Regions from separate parts of the Mus musculus genome. Here regions 2 and 3 are each linked to region 1. The links are chromatin contacts, called in public Hi-C and promoter capture Hi-C maps. All regions are on one chromosome and are shown on one strand. Each heading gives the region's core, a stretch centred on a gene start, on an enhancer-like site or on the middle of the called end of the contact. The rest is flanking DNA. Distances are from core to core; before and after follow the strand shown.

Evidence for each region. Promoter capture Hi-C pulls out the DNA fragments that hold promoters and counts their contacts. A called contact is a pair of places that touch in the nucleus more often than the background predicts.
Region 2: a contact with region 1 is called in a promoter capture Hi-C map of second pharyngeal arch cranial neural crest. The contact joins the enhancer-like site here to the promoter of Fstl5 in region 1. A contact is called at or near these places in 15 of 39 promoter capture datasets (the 3T3-L1 cell line, 3T3-L1-derived adipocytes, the C10 cell line and 9 more), 1 of 15 datasets of contacts at CTCF or cohesin (pro-B cells), 3 of 484 Hi-C or Micro-C datasets (embryonic fibroblasts, muscle stem cells and ventricular fibroblasts) and 2 of 9 other capture datasets (adipose tissue and liver).
Region 3: a Hi-C map of cerebellar granule neurons shows a contact between it and region 1, with 4 times the contacts expected there. The contact joins the enhancer-like site here to the promoter of Fstl5 in region 1. A contact is called at or near these places in 20 of 39 promoter capture datasets (the 3T3-L1 cell line, 3T3-L1-derived adipocytes, the C10 cell line and 13 more), 2 of 15 datasets of contacts at CTCF or cohesin (pro-B cells and stem cell-derived epiblast-like cells), 59 of 484 Hi-C or Micro-C datasets (the AML12 cell line, the AtT-20 cell line, B cells and 37 more), 5 of 115 datasets of contacts at active chromatin or transcription factors (PVALB interneurons, VIP interneurons, astrocytes and 1 more) and 3 of 9 other capture datasets (adipose tissue, liver and pancreatic islet).

The regions. Positions count from the first base shown.
Region 1 is chr3:76,072,057-76,076,622 of GRCm38.p6, forward strand. It overlaps Fstl5 (follistatin-like 5), which reads left to right and starts at 2,505. Exons shown (of 16, transcript NM_178673.4): 1 at 2,505-2,918.
Region 2 is chr3:78,592,661-78,597,226 of GRCm38.p6, forward strand. No RefSeq gene overlaps it. Among named protein-coding and RNA genes, the nearest start is that of Gm36288, 180 kb to the left of the region's middle. Within about 2 kb of position 2,176, at least 29 of the 459 cell types and tissues checked have an H3K27ac peak or open chromatin away from gene starts, as enhancers often do. A contact at or near this core is called in pro-B cells and second pharyngeal arch cranial neural crest, where this site is marked.
Region 3 is chr3:78,355,709-78,360,274 of GRCm38.p6, forward strand. No RefSeq gene overlaps it. Among named protein-coding and RNA genes, the nearest start is that of Gm36288, 53 kb to the right of the region's middle. Within about 2 kb of position 2,468, at least 2 of the 459 cell types and tissues checked have an H3K27ac peak or open chromatin away from gene starts, as enhancers often do. A contact at or near this core is called in cerebellar granule neurons, where this site is marked.

The sequences.
Region 1 (4,566 bases), core at 1,255-3,754:
GATGAACCATCCCTCCCTTCTCATAGGGTACTTCATTCAATTTCCTCTTGCCCTCGCCTCATCTCCCAGCCTGTTTGTACTGAGATTTCTTTTCACAAGTATAGTAGACAGATGCAAAATCATCATACTCAGCGAAAACTTCATGAAGTTTTGTACTTTAAAGAATTGTAGACGTTAAAAGAGAAATTTCAGATGTTTTTATTTATATTCTATGTCAACAACAACAACAACAAAACCCCAGATATGTCACAAAATTCAAATCATACAAATACAGGAAGTCACAAAGGGGTCAGAATAATTTGAAAGTCACCATATTTCATTAGGACATTAAAGAATGTAAACAAACACCGCCCCCTTCCCCCGCCCCCCCCTCCGCCCCCTCCCCTACCCCCCTCCGCCCCCTCCCCCTCCCCCTCCCCCGCCCCCCTCCGCCCCCTCCCCCGCCCCCTCCCCCTCCCCCGCCCCCCAACCCTGGCTACTCCAGTGGAGGATGCATTAGAGCCCATGATGCCTGTTTGGTGTATGTGTTTCTGGGCATGTCTGTCAGAATTGCTCTACTTCCTATTGCTCTTTCTCTCATTTCTCTCTCCTTTGCTCTCTTCTGTTCTTTTTAGAGATGATGAGAAAACAATTAGCATCCCACCTTTGTATTTGGAAGCTTCCCAGTCCACCCTTTTTAGACTTTGAATAATTGTATGATTGCCTCATTTGGATTCCTACCCTTAATGTCTTATTACTGGAGTGAACTGAAAATTAACGCTGATTAAATAATTGCCATAGGTTTTCTTGCATTCTTACAAGACTATATAAAAATGTCTTATGTATTTCTGCAGTAAACTATCAAATCTTCTCTGACGGCATAGCATGAGGACATCAAAGCAATGCCTGGGTTATTTCTCTTTCCACCGCCAGCCTAAGGGCAGGCTATTCAACTGGCTTTGTTGTAATTGTAATTGACAATACCCACCTGCTCCCATGAATTACCTTTCATTTCCTGCCATGGTTTCTAAAACTGTCATTAAAAGTGCACCAGGAACAGAAACAATAAATCTACGCGCACGCGCATGTGTGTCCACATAATGAGCAGCTCAAAATAACATTTGCCATTTATATATTAACATAAAGTTGGTAGTCGCCAGAGGAGACCAAAGCATGGCAGATTGCTCTGCATCTGAGAATTATTGTCTTTGTTTGTTAAAGATGCTTTCCCAGGAAACCCAAGTTGATCATCTAATTAACGTTGCTGGGAACACAGGAGTGGTCCCAGTGAGAAGTTTGCTTAGATTCCTGGAAAACGATGAAGAACTCGTGTAATCCTGTGGAAAATAGCACATTTAATAGTAGGTGTTTTTTAAAAAAAATGATACACATTTTATGAAAAAGCTTTATGTAATTAAAAATCGTGGGCTTAGTTTTATATACTACTTTCTGTTCAATTAACACTAGGTGTAGGAAGTTTGTGTGGAAGGTATGGGGCTGTACCTGGAGTGGTTTTTTTGTTTGTTTTTGGTGGGTTGTTTTTTGTTTTTGTTTTTGTTTTTTTTTGTTTTTGTTTTTTTTGGTTTTTGTTTCCTTCACAAGTCAGAGATCACTGTGGATGTGACCTGTCTGGGCCTCTTCCTTTGTCAAAGTCCTTTTTGTAGCATCCTGGGACAAGGAAGATCATACACACTGAGAGAACTGCTAAAAGCTGTGACACTGCTTCCAGCCTGTTCCATCTTTCATAGAACAAGTGATGTATCGGACATAATAAAAACTGTACAAGCTTCTTGGTTTGGCGATGAGAGTTGAAGCTGAGAACTTTCAAACAAAGCATTATTAATATGAGCTTCTAAAATCCTGCCATCTCCAATTCTATGAAGCTTATCATAAACTAAACAGTCACATGGCAAAAAAAAAAAAAAAAAAATCCTGTTTCGGAGAGGTGGCAAGCATTACAAGCTTTCAAATACCCTTCCTGCGCTCAGATATTTTTAATTCTTTTCCAGTCAAGTTTCTGCAGCAGGGCCTCACTCCAAGAGCCCCATATAGGAGCAGAAGTCTGAATCAGGTACCCACCCACAACCAAATGAGAGAGAAAGTTTGGTCTGGAAGATTAAAGGGTCTGATGCATGAGACAGGACTGGATGACTTCTTGGTGCGCAGTTCTTTACCTCACAGTCCCATACTAGGAAGCCTGGTCTCCCTAGCGGGCTGTGAGGTCGCAGAGTCCCGGGATCCGCGGTCCCAGCGAAGGAGGAGGCGCAGACACCGCCGCAGCCTTTATAGTTTCTGCTGGGCTCCGCGAATGGAGCATAAAGTCCGACCAATGCCCAAATGCTGATTTTAATCTTGAGTCTGGTCCTCTGGATTGCGGTAGCTGAACCCATCAGAAGCCCAGCCAAGGGGCCGCCCCTCACCTCCTGGAGAGTTAATATGCAAAACAGTTACGTCAGATGTGGGGGCGGGGCACACCGGGGTTGACGGGCAGCCTGGCTTTTGCGGAGGGAGGAGGCGCGAGAATCATCCTGGTTCAGTGACTGAGACAAACTGGACGTGAGCGGAGCTGGTGCTGTCCACAGAGTGTCGGTGCTGAACCCCGGGTGTAAGGGATCGCCTGCTTGGGCACCTGGAGGCAACGCCCACTGGAACCCTATGTGCCCAGTGGGACCCGCTTCACCACAGGACCCAATTTAACTTGACAAAGGAGTGCGACTCGGACGTGGGAGAGACTCCTATGTTTGCAATCTGGGCGCCCACTCAGGCGTGACTTTGGAGATTCTGTAGTTCTAACTCAAAGTATTTGGATTTTTTTTCCAACCTAAGAGGATCTTTTCATCGTTATTATTTTTCTTTTTTCTTTTTTACACTGTGACTCATATTTTCACATCATTTAGAAATCTTTTTGGAGGACTTTTTTGTTTTTTACTTCAAATAAGGTAAGAATAGAATATTGTTATAAATGATTGCAAGTGGGTGAGAAATGCAGGCAGCCGTGAAAAAATTTAAAAATAAGTTATTTTTATTTCTATAATTTGAGACAGGACTTTGGAAATAATTATAAAAATTAATAATTTGATACAATAGAGATGCTCTTCTAATAATACTGAAGACCACGATTATTAAAGTGTTAAGGAAGTTGAGAGCTGTCTGTTTTTGTGAACTTAATGTCATGATACATCTTGCTTTATCAGTGTAAATATTTTAGATGAATACTTGTAGTGTGGCTTGGGTTTGTAACTGTTCAATATCAAGCCCACAAATATGTGTATGGATGTGATAAAAATTTCCAAGTTCTTTAAAATGCATTTAATTTAAAAGCATATTTGAATGACCTACTGTTTGCATAATAAATAATATTTTGTGTGTCTGAAACATGAATTGCAAAGTGCTGAGCTTGTTAACATGGTTTGGAGGGGAGACGGAAGGGATAGGGCTATTTCTGCCAGGCTGGCTTCATTTACATATGTTGTTGTGCAGCGGGTGCAAATAAAACTAGTGAAACTCAGTCTGTGAGGATTTCACACCCAAGGTCCTGTGAATTTCCAAGTTGGGGACTGCTTGTTCTGCTATTTCCTAGTAGATGTCATCTCTCCCCAGCCCGTCAGGTCAGAGGTGAATGCAAATGAGATACTCTGATTTAATAATATAGTATCAGCTTACATTATAGTGTTGACTGCTTAGGTGATTGAGTGAGGCAGGTAAGCTTGGGTTGAGAAGATGTCTTGCTATTTCATCAACCTTTAACCTCTTGCATGCTTAACAGAGAACGTTTTTGACTTAAAAGGTTTCACGTGAAGCTATGTTCCTTTTGTCATTTGGCAGTGTGATCTGAGTGTGTTTTGAAAGGAGAACTTGGTATGGATAAACACCATACAAGACTGCTCATAGTGAGCAAACACTAAATGGTGGAAGTTACTTGGTGTTCCCATAGATAGTGCTATTGTTCACACATGTATTAAACAGATGAGATATGTCTGGGAAATGGTGTGATTCTCCATTCATGGCATTCAGTGACATTAGATGGAGGAGAAAGAGTGCCTAGAAAAAGTCAAAGCTTGTTTCATTACAATTCTTGTGTTAATCGGAATAGGTGAGCTGTAGTGCTGCTTCCTACTTGACTGTCTGAACTCACCAAGCTGTGCACATCATCAAGGTGTAGTAAGTTAAGTTCATGTGTGTTGGATGTTAAAATGTCTTAGGCATTTGCACAATAGTTACATTAGAGTTACTGGGATGAAGTTTAGGTGCATATGGTTTTAAGTCATTCATCTGAGTAGAGGTTTTTTTCATTTTGTTTATATCACAGCTTCTAGGGGAGGGATTGCTACAAGACATGCATATTGCTGCAGATTATCCTGAGCTAAAGTGAATCCTCTTACACTGTTACCTGTTTCTCACTTAACAAATATTCTTTGTAGGATTCATGCTAGTCATTAGTCCATGTGTTTAAATGTTCATACATAAATAAAAATTTGAACAAGTAGACTCATAAAGCAACGTCATTTATCACAACAATAAATAAGACACATGAAGTAAGACATGCCTGGAAGTTTTGATAAATATGACTTTGTTTTATGAAATTGT
Region 2 (4,566 bases), core at 926-3,425, 2.5 Mb after region 1:
CAGGAATCAAGAGTCCTGTCCAAGCAGGCTCTTATCCATATCCTTCCTGATCATTCAGTGACAGGCAGGGTTTCTGACATCATAATCTAAATCAAAGCATTGTTAAAATAGTGGGATGTTACAAGGCAGAGAATACCCAAGTCTCTCTTTGCAAATCACCTGTTCACTATGCTCCTGACACAGCATCTATCTGTTTAACTCCAGAGGAGGGAGGAGGAGAAGGAAGAGGAGCAGAAGGAGGAAGGGGAAGAGAAAGAGGAAGAGGAAGAGGGAGAGGACAAGGACAAGAAGAGGAGGAGGAAGAAGAGCTCAGCTGGGCTGTAATTGAGAAGTAAGAAATGAGATGAGCTCAGATCAATCAGACCAGGCACGAAGGCCAAATTCTTCACACAAAAGCAAACAATGGAACACTGTGTAGGAACATGGAGGTTCTCAGAAATCTACTGAATGACGATTGTGCTCTACAACCTTAATGACAAGTGACTTGAGAACCCCTCATCAATGAACATAAACACACTAAAAACTAGAATATAAAAGAATTTTTCCACAGAATAAACTATGTCCTTTAAATTATCCAAGAATATTGAATGATTTTTCCACAAGGAATAAGTCCTTTCTCAGAAAAAGACTATTATTTTTACGTACCAAAAAGATAATACTTAAAAGCTGGCTGTGGGTCATATATCTTGGAAGAGAACCTGCAAGTGCCACTTTACTAAACTACCATAATCCCTAACTATTTTCTAAATATTTGTCTTTATAACCACAAATAAGTGTAGTCCTCAGCCCTGATCAAAACATAAGTCTCTTGGCAACAGACCAAAACCATTACTGAAAACCACAAGCAACTGAAATGCAGAATTGTGGAGCCAAGTCCCAATGGATACATCTATAGCACAAGTCCTGCACCTCAGGTTCAACCAACATTGCTGAAGAGGGACAGACAGATTACTAAGAGCCAGAGGATCAGAGAGCAGAGAACTTATTCTGATGCCATGTCTCCTAGTAAATATGTCCTAGAAATATGTCCCTAAAGTCTCTCCGACATGACTGCCTATACAGGATCTGAACAAGGACCACAATAGACATGCTAAAGCAGATGAGGACGAGACCACTGGGTCTCAGCCCTACACAAAGAACCACAGGCCACTAAAGAATGCTGAAAAGCAGGAGAGACAGTCTTCCCCAGGGAGGAGCACACCAATTAGCTACTCAACACCAAATGGTCAGGCCTGAGAACATACACACAAGTAACATTATACAGACGGTACGGGGTGTGTTCATGTATTTGGGAATTTACATATACATATGTAATATGTATATGTAAATTCCTAGATACATTATGCATATATATGTAACAATTAATGAAAAAGTAGGCACAAAGTTGAAAAAGACCAAGCAAGGGTGTATAGGAGGGTTTGGAAGTAGAAAAGTGAAGAGCAAATTATGCAATTATATTACAATATGAAAAAATTAAATAAATAATATATACGGTTATGTAGCTTAGTCATAGATACTTACCTAGCATGCATGGGACTCACGGTTTCATCTTCAGTGCCAGTTTTCTAAAAAGTAGAATTCCTCCTGACAGTTACAGAACTGTATTTTTTTTTTAATTAAAGAAGAGAAAATATAAGGAAAAGTTATCGCAGCCAAATGATGACTCTTATCCTCCACATGCTGCTGCGGACTTCCTGCGTTACGTGGAATTTATATAACACGAAAGTGGGAATTGTGCAGCGTTCTAAAAATACATAACCCAGGACACTGACTCTGCCTTAAGTGTTCAGTATGGGCAGGCTCAGATCTGGCAGAGCCTTGGGACCACTGCTCATCAGAAACTTACTGCAGTAATCCTAACACACTTGCAAATCCCTGTCTTGAAATCGTGTGCAGGTCCTCCGTCAACAGCTGCGAGAAGTAGGAAGATTGACTGCCATGTAAATTTAAAGCTGTAGACAAATATTTCAATTTTATTAAGTAAAATACCTTTGGGCATCAGGGATCCTGTAGCCAATTAAATATACTATTTACGCTTTCGGTCTCTGGAATCCCAAGGCAGAAACAAAGAAAGTGAGCACAGCTGTGTGCCAGTAGTTACATGGGCCTGTGCCCATTCTCAGAAGCCCCAGCGGGCCTGGGAAGCAGATGACCCCAGCAAAAGAACTCTTCACACAGCGGGTGCTGACTCTCCAGGTACCCCACCCTGAGGACAGCCAAATTTAATGTGTTCCTGGTGGGAAAGGCTGAGCTCCGCAATGACCTAATAGTTAACAGACACAGGCCAAGGCTGTGAGACTCTCTGGCTGCTTAATGCTATTAATTTTGAAAGTGAGAACATAATTGGCTGTCACTTACCACCTGTGGTTGATGTTAGTGCTTCAGGAAGGAAGGAGGGAAAAAAAAGGCAATCGGAGGCCAGAGATCACAGGGTCTATGCAGCCTCCAGCTGGGCCTCTTAAAGAGTGTTGACAACTTCACTGCACACCTCCCTGGAGGGCTCTCTCACTCCCGGTTATAATTTGTCACATCTTCACAGAATGCAACCCTACTTCGCTTACCTCACTTTGGCCATATTTGAAAACCAGAGAGACCAACAGCGACTTTTCTGGCGCAGTCTTCTTTTCCTTCCATTTTTCCAACATAAAAGCAGCGGCTGAGAACAGGGCAGAGATAGTGACTTCAGCAGCTCAGAGCCCATTTACTTCTGTTAGGAGCAGGGGCTTTTGACAGGAAAAGAACATTTTGTTCAAATTTGAAAAGAGTTGGTGCAGTATATATTTTTTCTCTCTCTCTCTCTGAGTGTGGCTAATGTCACACTCCTATCTTCTCTTGTATGATAGAGGAATATGAACCTTCCTCCCTGCAGTCATAATCAAGCCATGGTCATCATAAATGACATACACTCAAAACACAAAACGAAAAACAAAACCCTAAGATCGATATAACATGAAAAAGACTCTCATCTCATGGAAATGAACGGCCCACAGCACGTGAAATACAGGGCAGTAGGTTCATAGACACATAATTCCGGACATCTTTTACAATTTTACCATTGACTTCCTTTGATTTTTGTACAAGCCACTGACTGTTCTATCTCTGTACTTCAGCACAATGGCCATCCCTGAACACATTTCGTAACTCTTTTACCTAGTTCACCTCGCCCTCGAGCAAAGACAAAGGAGTTTACAATACCATTACTATACTATGCAGAGTGTGTGTTAACATAAATATCAGTTGTTAATTTATCTGTCAGAATTGTTCAAAAGTTGTAAAATAATCAATATGAAATGCCCTAATTTCTGCCAGAAAGAAAATGTTCAGTGTATGGTCCTTGTCATCATCATTATCAGGATTATCATTCAATTAGGTTTCTTTATATGTCTGTCAGTGTTTATGGAACATAAGCATTGTACAAGGCACTGCAGTGCTGACTCGTGAGCTATACAGGAACGGGCTACTGCATTGCTGTTTTTTGTAAGTCAAGCCATCTGCCCAAGAGACTAGGACCCTGTACCACTTGCTGAACGCCATGTATGATGTGAGGATTTAATAAAACCTTGCTGATCATTTATTAAATGTACAGCTTCTGTTTCTAGACATCACAGTTGTATCTACTGAAAGGAAAAATTTCCCAGGTAGTTATTTGTCTTCATTTATTAATTTACATTTCGATACTAATTAACTGATTCATGTTTACTAATTAATTTCAATGGCTCAGTTATATGATTGGTGATCTTTATATATAAGCTTTCCTGGTTTTCAGAATACAAGGAAAAAGCATGAAGTCATATGATATATTATTGCTTCTCAAATGTGTTATGAGAATTCCTTCATTTAAATTTCCTGGTTACAGTTGGGCGAAATAAGCAACTCCTACCTAAGACTTCTCAGAGCTCTTTTTTTTAATTAGGTATTTTCTTCATTTACATTTCCAATTCTATCCCAAAAGTCCCCCATACCCCCACCCACCCACCCACTCCCACTTCTTGGCAATGGTGTTCCCCTGTACTGAGGCATATAAAGTTTGCAAGACCAATGGGCCTCTCTTTTCACTGATGGCCGACTAGGCCATCTTCTGATACATATGCAGCTAGAGATACGATCTCCGGGGGGTACTGGTTAGTTCATATTGTTGTTCCACCTATAGGGTTGCAGATCCCTTTAGCTCCTTGGGTACTTTCTCTAGCTCCTCCATTGGGAGCCCTGTGTTCCATCCAATAGCTGACTGTGAGCATCCACTTCTGTGTTTGCTAGGCCCTGGCATAGCCTCATAAGAAACAGCTATATCAGGGTCCTTACAGCAAAATCTTGCTAGTGTATGCAATGGTGTCAGGGTTTGGAGGCTGATTATGGGATGGATCCCCGGGTATGGCAGTCTCTAGATGGTCCATCCTTTTGTCTCAGCTCCAAACTTTGTCTCTGTAACTCCTTCCATGGGTGTTTTGTTCCCAATTCTAAGAAGGAGCAAAAACTTAAGCGAAGGCTAGAAGAAATGACTGGGTAAGAGCACTTACTGACCTTGCAGAAGACTCTAGTTTGAGTCACAGATAATAAAAACAATAC
Region 3 (4,566 bases), core at 1,218-3,717, 2.3 Mb after region 1:
CTTCCTCATTTCCTCCTCAAGCAGTCCACCGTCACCACCTGGGCAACCAGAGAGGAGACCAGGAACCACAACATTTGTCCCAGACCCTGCTGACTCCCTTCCAGTCTGGCATGTTAGTGCTGACACTCCAAAGAGAAGCATGGGCTGTTGACTCCCAGTTCCAGCCACTGCTCTTCTTTTTCTGGGCTAGCAGATGATCAGCATCCTGACACCCCCTGCAGAGACGCAGAACAATATGTGGAGCCACAAAAACCAAGCAGGCACCAGAAGACAATGTATAATACTAATTATTCTGAGAAAATTGATGCAATATATTAAGTTCAACAGCATCAACAAAAACATTATAACATTTATTACAATGGATCAAAATGAAGAAATCACCCCAAACCCAAATTATGTTCCTGTATATCTGTCCAATAGAGTTCTACTTAATTATTAAAATTGTATTTGAGGAAGTGAATTAGTGAGATCTTAAAAACTTCTATGTATGTATATGTAATGTGCCTTAAATTGGCATGCTTATGTCAAGTGTCCCCCCAAATAACCTTGCTCTGCCACATTTGATCCCCTGGTTCTGTAGAGGGGAAAACAGTAAGCAGCTAAGGAAATTGAAGTGATCAGCATCTTGCCCCAGAAAACAGCTGAATGGGAAACCATTTGCAACTCTTGTCCCATTATATAAAAGTGCTAACAGTGGGAAAGAGAAGCCAGAAGCCTCACTATGGGGAAGAAACGCATTTAAGGGGAGAGAACACGGTCAAGAACTTCAGCTGATGGCATCACGTTTCCTATTCATTCCTGCTGGTTTTGGAACCCTGATTTGATGGTGTGACCTTATTGTTTCTATCTGTTTACTGACTTGGAAATTTCATCCGTGGGAACATTGTGCTTTGTCCTGGATTCCCTTGTTGGTAGCTCTAGCTGACATCCTTAATGGGGCTTCCCAAGACAATTTCTGAATAATGTTTTAAGCTCCTACTTTGATGACATTTTGCTATCATCTACCTATAGATATTTTTCTTTTACTCTTATACTTCGGCTTGCTCTATAGTTAATAAACTCATTCATTCAATACTGTAAAATATGACTGTTGTAGTTCTTTGTTCCATACAGAACAAGATGTCAGGAGAAAGTGAAAAATCAAGTTATAGTTAGTATTTACAGTTCTAAAATATAAAGTCACATATATCCCACCTCTTAGCTGTTTTTGCTGAGTGATGAGATTTTGAGTAATTATCACTTACTCAGTTGTAATTTTTGCATTTTCTGACTTTTCTGTTGTGAATTTTTCTTGTTGCCAAAAAAAAAAAAATCAAGGAAATGTGCTAATTTCATTCTACAAATGAAGCATGCATACTGAATGTGTTTCCTCTCTGTTAGCCTAGGTATTATCCTGTTTCTTTGAAAGTCTTTACTGACTGGAGGGAAATGGAGGTGATGTTTACTCCACAAAGTCAAACTGACCCATTCTAGCTACTGTATTTGTATTGTTGGCTTGAATGCCAACAAAGATTAATGAGCGATTCATTATCTGTGGTTTGCCAGTACTGTCTCATTATAAAAGCTAGAAGTCTTGCTTTACCAAAGCGTCTAGTTTAAAATATAAATTCTTCCAACTATCCTTTCTTCACCAATGGTTCCCAACATTAACTAAAATTCTTCTCTTTATTTTGCAATGTTGTCTGAAAATGTTTTTTTTAATTATTTAAAATGACTCCAATCCACGATGACTCTCTTATTTTATCTTTGTCCATGTAGGAAGGGCATAATCTTTAATTTTTTTTCATTTATTATTTTATACATAAGAACATTTTTATTCAATTACACATTGTGAGCTGAACCCCACACAATTTAAAAGTTTAAATTACAATGACAGCTTCTGAAATACATTTTCAAAGAATAGGGTACATGAAATTTTAAATGTAATTATTTTGAGGTTTTGTGATATTTTAATACAGTAGATCCTGGGCAATCATATGAAACAAATGAGGTTATATTGCATTCTCAATAATTCATGAATCTTTAATACATCTAATAATTACTTATTGAATGGCTAATATTAGAGTAGATAGTAGAAATAGCTCTCTGCAGGTGAGTAAAATAAAATATTTGGGAAAATTGATTTTTTTTCGCTTATTAAATTTAAGGCTAAAGCTAAAATAGTGAAATAATTGCTACTAAATTAGACTGAAATAACTTTTCCTCTAAAAGAAAGGTAAAGGTGAGCACTTAGTATCATAATAGTGCAATCCTTCTCAGCCCTGCACATACAATCACTGTTCAGGTGGAATTCTTCCAGAGTCACAGGGACTAGCATACTGTCAGAGTCTTCATGGGAACTAGAAAATGAGAAGAAAAATTATTATTTGTACTTGCCATGCTATTAGTGGTTTATAGACTCGCTCCAAATAAAATCACACTGCCATAGCCTCCTAAGTCCTAGACATAAGCTATGTGCTACAGTCCAAACAGATGAAGTTAATAAGTGAGTCTTGGACCAATGAAGGGGAAAAGAAAGGAAGCAAAATATGTGAGCATGTCGCCCTGATGGACAATTGTCATTAGTGGTGAGTCTGAATTAAGTGTAAGGTGACCTTGGCAACATATCTATTTCCTTCCTAGGACACAATATAATGATCACATTTTCACATCATTACTGTAATGGTGTTTTGTCATTATACAGAGAATATGGGGCATTTTCACCCATCAATAGAAGATGGGCTTAAAATAGAAGGGAAAAATAGTCTCCTTAGAAATGTGGATGATTTTTTTTTTCTCTTCAAGGAAAGCAAATGTTTACAAGAACTGTTAATGAAGCAAAAGGTTTCACAGCCCCATCTAGTGGTCAGGAGATGATTTACTGCAAACACCACCTAGATTTGTGGTTCAGAGGCACTGCATTCCTGAAGTCTTGGAGTCTTACTGGTTGTCCTAGCTGATACAATACAGGACAAGCACGCATGCTAAGTAGAGGTTGAAAAGTAAGTATTTCTCTGCTCATGTATTAATCCTTAAATAGTCAGAATCATCAATTTCAGATGTAAACTTAGTGCTGAATTCTACTGGTAAAGCACTGAACACTACAAATAGCTCATGGTAAGTATTTTGATAATAGAACCACATACACAGCGTTTGTATACCCAAGGACTTTGGAATTACAACACTCTTAGAATTAAGTCAGATGTGGGTGTGGGAGCTCATAATTGTGATCCCAGCCCTTGACTGGCCTAGGCAAGATTGTGCCAGTGCCCAGCTTTAGGTACAAATGATAACTGCCTCAAACATTACTATAAGATGGAAGTCAAAATAAAAAATAGATTAAAATTTCAAAGAATATCTCACTAAAATGAGAAGATTTGTGATTATAATTTGTGTGGCATTTTGGGACTAAATCAAATCTACTAAACATAACACCATGCTTAATTCATAAAACCCCACCATCAAGCACCAACACTCAAGGATTTAAAACCGTAACCTTTTACTAAGATGACATTAAACTTTAATAATTTACTTATAAAGTAATATCTTTATCGGCCTGGAGACAGATCAGTTGGTAAAGTGCTTGCTATACCTACAGGGTACCTGGGTTCAGATCCGCAGCACCCACATAAAATGGTGGGAACAATGGTGTGCATCTGCAATCCAGGTCTGGGAGGCAGAGGCAAAAGGACGCATGAGCTCACTATCTAGCCAGTCTAGTAAAATCCATGAACCCTGGATCCAGTGAGAGACCCTGGCATAAAAAAATAAGGTGGAGACCCTTACAGGAAGATACCCAACATTAACCTCTGACCACCATATGTGCATACACACATATACACACACATAAATGTAACAAATGCATCCTCAAAAAAAAAAGAAAATTTAAAATGCACATTTTTATATTATAGCAAGATAAAAAGCACTAATGAATACACAGACTTACCGTAATTTTTATGTAGGTGCAACAAAGTACCTGGAGCCTGATAAGAAACTCAGCCAAGGACTGTGTGTCCTCCTGCTGAAGATCAAGCAGGTCTCACTTAAGTGGTCACATGGTGCAAAGGAGCTCAGGGGGTGTGCGGGATCCTAACCAGCTGCCAGGCTTTGGCAGTTCAGAGATGCTACATCTGGTCTCCTAAGCAGTTTCACGGGCATCATCAATAACCCATAATCAGCATGTAATGGTCCGACAAGTTTACCAACGAGACCATCCTGGAAGTCAGCCAGTCCTTCAGCACTGACAGGAGCTCCCTGCAATCCAATCCTCCTGAGTTAGACACGTTTAGAGAATGGATGACAGGAAGAAGTCGAAAGAACAGCTGTTGGGAAAGTAAACACAGTGAGACCAGAGGAGATGAAGGAAATACATCCGAGAGCGGAGGTGAAGCTCATCAACAAGGTGGAAGGAAGAGTTAGATAGGAGAGATGGGGAAGCATGTTTCCAGCTTGGAGTCAACCGCAATATTTTCACATTCATGAGTCTGGCGCTTCCCAAGTCAAAAGTCAGAGTCATTTTCAGAATTAAGCTCACATCTAAAGATGATAACTGAGAATATTCTTAGGTTGCTATAATTAAAAGTCAAA